2 separate regions of the Zea mays genome follow, and region 2 is linked to region 1. The links are chromatin contacts, called in public Hi-C maps. All regions are on one chromosome and are shown on one strand. Each heading gives the region's core, a stretch centred on a gene start, on an enhancer-like site or on the middle of the called end of the contact. The rest is flanking DNA. Distances are from core to core; before and after follow the strand shown.

Region 1 (3,038 bases), core at 2-2,501:
TCTCTCCACGTATAAAAAAGAGTGAATCTTAGTTGGGTACGCCCTTATATACGTGCGACGGCACGTCTCGGTAATCATGGCACGCATGCTGCATCTCCGGACAGGCGGTGACCTGACCGAGAGTGCAGACGGGCAGGGTGTATACGGGCCTGGAAATGGGAGCAAAACGCCGTCAGGCGCAGGTGCTTTTGGGAGAACCCATGTCGACTCATCAGATCCTTGCTTTGGCCTCTGGGACTGGGGAGTGGGGAGTCGCCGCTCCGCTGAAGCCGCCATCAACTTTTCAGACGACAGGTCTGGATATCCGCGACATCGACTCTAGAGACCGCTGGGCATTCATTTCTCCTCGAAAGCGAGAACCCATGCACACGGCACGGCTGTGGCCCTGTTTGTTTTGGCTTCTGGCAGCTTCTGACCACCAAAAGCTGCTGCGGACTGCCAAACGCTCAGCTTTTCAGTCAGCTTCTATAAAATTTGTTGGGATAAAAACCATCCAAAATCAATATAAACACATAATCGGTTGAGTCGTTGTAATAGTAGGAATCCATCACTTTCTAGATCCTGAGCCTTATGAACAACTTTATTTTCCTCGACACGTAATCGTAATGATACTTAGATTCTTCCCACAGCCAGATTCTCCCCACAGCCAGATTTTCAGAAAAGTTGGTCAGAAAAAAGCTGAACTAAACAGGCCCTATGTATCTCGCGCATGTGCACAAACGAAACGGGTACCCCGGGCTCGACGCACGACACCGAACTATCGAAGCCACTCCAGTACTCCACGACCCACCCGAACCCGGCACCCTGCCGCCGCGACGCGACCTGCTCGATGGTTGGCTTGCCCCCCGCGACGCGAGCAGAGGCCGGGGCAGGCGGTTGCCGGAAGCTGGGCGCGAGACGAGAGAAATCATCCGCCTATCTTTTAAAAAAGAAAATAAAAAACCATCGGTCTGGACGCGACCAGATCGCACTGTAAAACACGTGGCAGTCCATTGCCCGCGCGAGCGCGACTCACACGGCCACACTACCACACCCCGAAACGGGCAACGGCACACACACATCTCGGCGGATCTGCGTCCGTCGACTCCGTCCGGCGTATGCGGCCGCCAGCGGAGCCACCTGATCAAAATCCATCCACACGCCTGCCGTTTCCGGTTTCCCTCCCTCTCCTCCCCTTCCCCTCTGGCCCTCTCTGCTGCTGTCTCCGCCGCGAAAATAGCGAGGCAGGGCGCGCGGTCATTTTAATAACACGCGTCCGCCCGCCCGCCGTTCCCCTGGGCTCGGCTTCACCTCTCACCCCGGCTCCCGCCACGCCTCACGCCCCATTTCCGGCCATGGCCTCTTCGGTGGCCGCCATGCCACACGAGTCCGCATCATCATGGAGGGACCCCTCCCGCCTCACCCCGCCCAGGGGCTTCGTCACCATCCTCATCTCCTCCCCCGACGCCGCCGGAGCCGGCGGCTCGGCCTCCTCCCCCGCCGCCGCCAGCGAGCCCACGCCCAGGACCCGCCGCCAAATCCTGGACCGCTGGACGGCCGCGGCCGCGGCCACCACCGTCACGGACAGCGCCGCGCCGGCCCCCGCCGACCAGCGCCGCGTCGCCAGGGATGCCGAGCTGTCCGAGCTCGCGTCCGCCGCGCGCCCCGTCGCCGCGCGCGCCGCCGTATTCCGGGAGCCGTCCCCGGCGCCGTCCGACGCCTCCTCCACGGCCGCAGCCGCAGCCGCCACCGCGCCCGCCGAGCTCCCGCCAGCGGGGCCCCGGGCCTCGTCGCTCATCCAGCGCTGGCGCGAGATCGAGGCCGTCGGCCCCGCCACGCCGCGCCCCGCCGACCCTGGCGTCTCGGCCGCGGCCTCGGCCTCAGCCTCGGCGTCCGACTCCGACACCGGCTCGCCGCGCGGCCGCGTAGGCTGCATCGTCAAGAAGCTCAGCGGGGCGTCGTCGCTGCCAGAGGACGAGCTCGACGACGTCGCCAGGTCCGAGCTCTCGCTCTCGCAGTCCGCACCCCCGTCGCCCGCGCCCATGCGCGACGCCTCGCACTACCCGTACCAGTGCCCGTCGGTCGCTAGCGCGATCAACGGCCCCCGCCCGCCGCACCTCGTCTTCCGGACGGTGCGAGGCCGCCGCGCGATGGAGGAGCTCGTCGCCGCGATGGCGCACCGCCGGAGGCGCGAGGTCGCCGCGCTCGCCGAGAGCCACGCCGTGTCCCGCTTCCCGCACAAGGGCAGGATCCAGGTTAACCTCTACTTCTCTTGTCGCATTGTGCGTTTGGACCATCCTCTCATGTACTTGCTACATCTGTTTGTTTATTCATCATCACTCGGATATTGTTCCGTTTCTTGATCCACAAATGCTTGTTTAAAAGCGAACCAAAATGGTCGGAGCTGTTCATTCTGACTCCCAAACATGGGGCCCGATGAGAGTTTGGTGGATCGGTTTCTTCCCAACTGGCATTGTTGATCATTGTCATGTGCCGAGTCTATTATCGTGCTTGCTTTGTTTAGTCGGGTTCGTTGACATATCAGTTTTACAGACCAAAATGAAATCAATCGAGGGCTAAATTTTTTTACATTTAAATATTTTTTTCGAAGGAAAAATGCACCTATTGTTATTTGCTTGGTTATTTAATTTTCAGTTGGGACTCTGGTGCAACTATATAGAAAGTTACTCCAAAAGGTTCTGAAATTGTTTCCGACTACCCGTGTGTTTGGTTTCATGCACGCGCCTAGATCCGTGGCATCCGTTGACCGAGTAAGTGTACCTGTTTGGTTGCTTTTGTGATGGAGGTCTGAACTGCACACGCCGAGTAAGTTTACCTGTTTGGTTGCTTTTGTGATGGAGCTCTGAACTGCACATGCGAATACAAGGAAAGCCATTTTAGGAGACACGGGTTGCATGGGTTGCATCCGCGGAGATATGGGTGAGGTCCAGTCTCCCACCATGCAGGCTTGGACGGGGCTGCACCTGCACGTCTGTATTGGGGCAACCAAACACATGGTACATGGATCTGTTAGGTTGTCATTTTGGACCAGAAAGAAG
Region 2 (3,100 bases), core at 346-2,845, 160 kb before region 1:
GTTGTCACAGTTAATTGGGTTCCACGAGTTACTGAACATTTGGGACACAAGAAAATAGAACAGATTCTTAAAAAAAACATCGCTCTATCCGAGTTAAAATTATGTGCTAATGCATTCGTACAACCGTTAATATATGTATTTTATATATGTGTCTAGATTTATTATTGTCTATTTGATTGTAGACATAAAAAACAAGAGTTAAAATGAATTTTTAAAATAACACACACATATATATAGATCCTTTGCAAGACAGAATTATACTAATATAATATAGGGTATTGTGCACATATACTTGGATAAGATACCAAATTAAGGTGTTGTTGCAAGTAGTATATGAAGAGTGCATTTTTTTTGTTGTTGGAGAAACTTTGTGTGTGCCTCTGCATAAATTGACAAAATTCAACAACGTTCCTTGCACAGTGCATTTCTTGCTGCTAGGGCTGCACTAAAAGGCTGAAACGTATATGGTGTTGCTGCCAGCTGGTAACTGAGACTTGTTCCTCTTGCATGAGTTGAGTGCGCGCAGAAGTGTGATTTCTGCTGCAGCAGTTCGTTACTAGATTGCTTGCAAATTAAAGATAAAATTTCAGATGAGCTAGCTTATGGACGACCACACGGAGAAGAAACCAACAAATAATAATGAGTGTGTGTAAGTAATCAAGATAAAGTTTCAGATAACCGACCGCGGTGAATCACACTAGCTCACCAGTTCGCCGGGAACAAGAGAGAGTGAGAGACGGCAAGAAGTATTGCCGTAAGTACCGGTTGCCGAGGATGCGGAATACCACTATGATCCAGTTTAAATTTTACAAACCCACCCAATCAAATCACCCGCATCAATAACTTTTATTAAATCCATTAGACAAATTGCACTTATACTTAACACAACATCAAAATCAATAATTCAAATCGCTAGATAACTCTTTTATCTCGTTCACTCAAATCCAATGTACAATATTATTTAAATCATTTCTCATCCCTCATCCCCCACTACCCCCATTCGAAGTCCCAGCCTTCCCCTCCCTCTACCCCCGCGTCCCCTCACTCGTGTCACCACCGTAGCTGTCGACCCTTTCTCTCTGCTGTTGTTGAATTATAGCGTTAGTACGAGTCATATGCTAGTCAGCTAGTTCTGGGAAAAAGAAAATAAACAAGCGATTAGTATAAAAAATATTTTCCTTTTTTGATAGTATGTTCTATATCTAAATTATACAACTATCATATTTTAAATAGCAAATATGATAAATTTAGTTGACGATATAAATATTAACACTATTCAATATAATTTTGGTTAAACTTTAGTTAGTTTGGCTGATACAGATCTTATATTTATATTTATTTAGATGTAAAGGAGTACAACACAACGCCCCTGTTTATTTAAAAGAACACTAAAAACGATGCTGAGGAAATTGCAAACCAAATGAAGTTGCGAATGCCAAATTGGGGCAACATGTATTTAGCACAATGGGCTTCTTGCTCTCCGGCCTGCACCACACCCTCGTTGGACCTACGCAACTGGCGGCCCACACAGGCTAGAGCAACGAAGTCCAACAGATAGGAAGGTCCCTCTCCGGCCACAACTCACAAGTCCCCACAGCACTCTCCCCGACCTTGCCGTCCAGTCGTCCACCCCACCGCCGCAGCCTCGCCCCGAGGAGACAGGAGAACAGCAGGATGCCGGCGACGCCGACGATCATCGGCGCCCTCCTGGGACTGGGCACTCAGATGTACTCCAACGCCCTCCGCAAGCTTCCCTACATGCGCCGTATATCCCTTTCTCCCCTTCCCTTTCTCCTATTCCCCTGTTCATTTCTCCGTTTCTTGATCACGCATTGCGTCCCGCGCTCCGTGAGTCGTCCTGGCGCCCCATTTCCGTCTGATCTGCGATATTTCCACCTGCCCTCGTGGTGTTTCGTCTGGTCTGGGCGCCTTCCTTGGTCTTTGGGATCCTAGATGCGATATGGTTCTTGTTTTTTGGGGTTGAAGTCCATTTCTTCGTGATTTAGGAGGCAATACTGCCGAAGAGATACCCCTTTGGTCCCTATTCCACCCTACCATTCATGATTTCAGTATGTGCTTTGTACCAGTCTCCTTTTAGATATGATGATTCATTCTCACGTGCTTATTGTGTCTAAATTGTTATAGATCCTTGGGAGCATGTGTTGGGGATGGGTCTCGGTGCAGTATTTGTGAACCAGCTGGTAAAATTTGACGAGAAGCTCAAGGAGGACCTCGACAAGATGCTTGAGCGCGCCAGGCTAGCCAACGAGCAACGCTACATTGGTACAGTGCTAACTTGCTTATGGCATCTTAACAACAGCAAAGACTTTGCCCAAGTTAGAAGTCTACATCGGATATATCCAAACAATCTCAATTGGTGTTGGACAAACTTTTTTTCAATTGGTGCTACCTGTACTCATGTATATCATCGTTTGAAGCCACAAATTAAGGGTTTATACACGTCGATAGCTGTTCTCTATTCATTTCTGTTCAGAGTTAGATCTTTAGTATATTCCATCTTTTCTAGTCTCCTCTTTCCATATTAACTTCGGTCTTCTCCTATCTCTCTTCCTATTACTATCATGTATTAGTATCCCACTATATATTGGTGTCTCTGGAGGTCTACATCGGATATATTCAAACAATCTCAATTGATGTTGTACAATCTTTTTTTTTCAATTTGGTGCTACCTGTACCCATGTATATCATCATTTCGGACTCGATCCCTTCTTATATAGCCACAAATCCAACATAATATACACATTTCCGCAACACTTATTATCTGTTGAACGTTGAACATGATGCCTTTTTAGCCTAATATCCTGCACCATGCAATGTAACAGGTCTAATTGCTGTCATATAAAAGTTTCCTTTTAGTTTGCGTGATATGCTCTGGTTGCATAGACGCCAAATGTTTGGTGCCACTTCCTCCATCATGCTTTGTTTTATGGCTAACATCTAATCAATACCCCTATCTCTCTATCTCTCCGTAGCATTGATCCTAAATAACGGAAGTTATCCTCCTTGGGCATTTCTTGACCTTTTAAACTAACATCTCCTTGTGTATAGTGTTGAAGTCCCATCTCACGTACTCTGTTTT

The links. A called contact is a pair of places that touch in the nucleus more often than the background predicts.
Region 2: a contact with region 1 is called in a Hi-C map of leaf, with 2.0 times the contacts expected there. The contact joins the promoter of LOC100276162 here to the promoter of LOC103647689 in region 1. A contact is called at or near these places in 8 of 25 Hi-C or Micro-C datasets (ear, endosperm, leaf and 2 more).

Annotation. Positions count from the first base shown.
Region 1 is chr2:207,371,967-207,375,004 of Zm-B73-REFERENCE-NAM-5.0, reverse strand. LOC103647689 reads left to right here and starts at 1,251. Exons shown (of 8, transcript XM_020548570.2): 1 at 1,251-2,234. The coding sequence starts at 1,335.
Region 2 is chr2:207,532,950-207,536,049 of Zm-B73-REFERENCE-NAM-5.0, reverse strand. It overlaps LOC100276162, which reads left to right and starts at 1,595. Exons shown (of 3, transcript NM_001360977.1): 1 at 1,595-1,765; 2 at 2,146-2,283. The coding sequence starts at 1,675.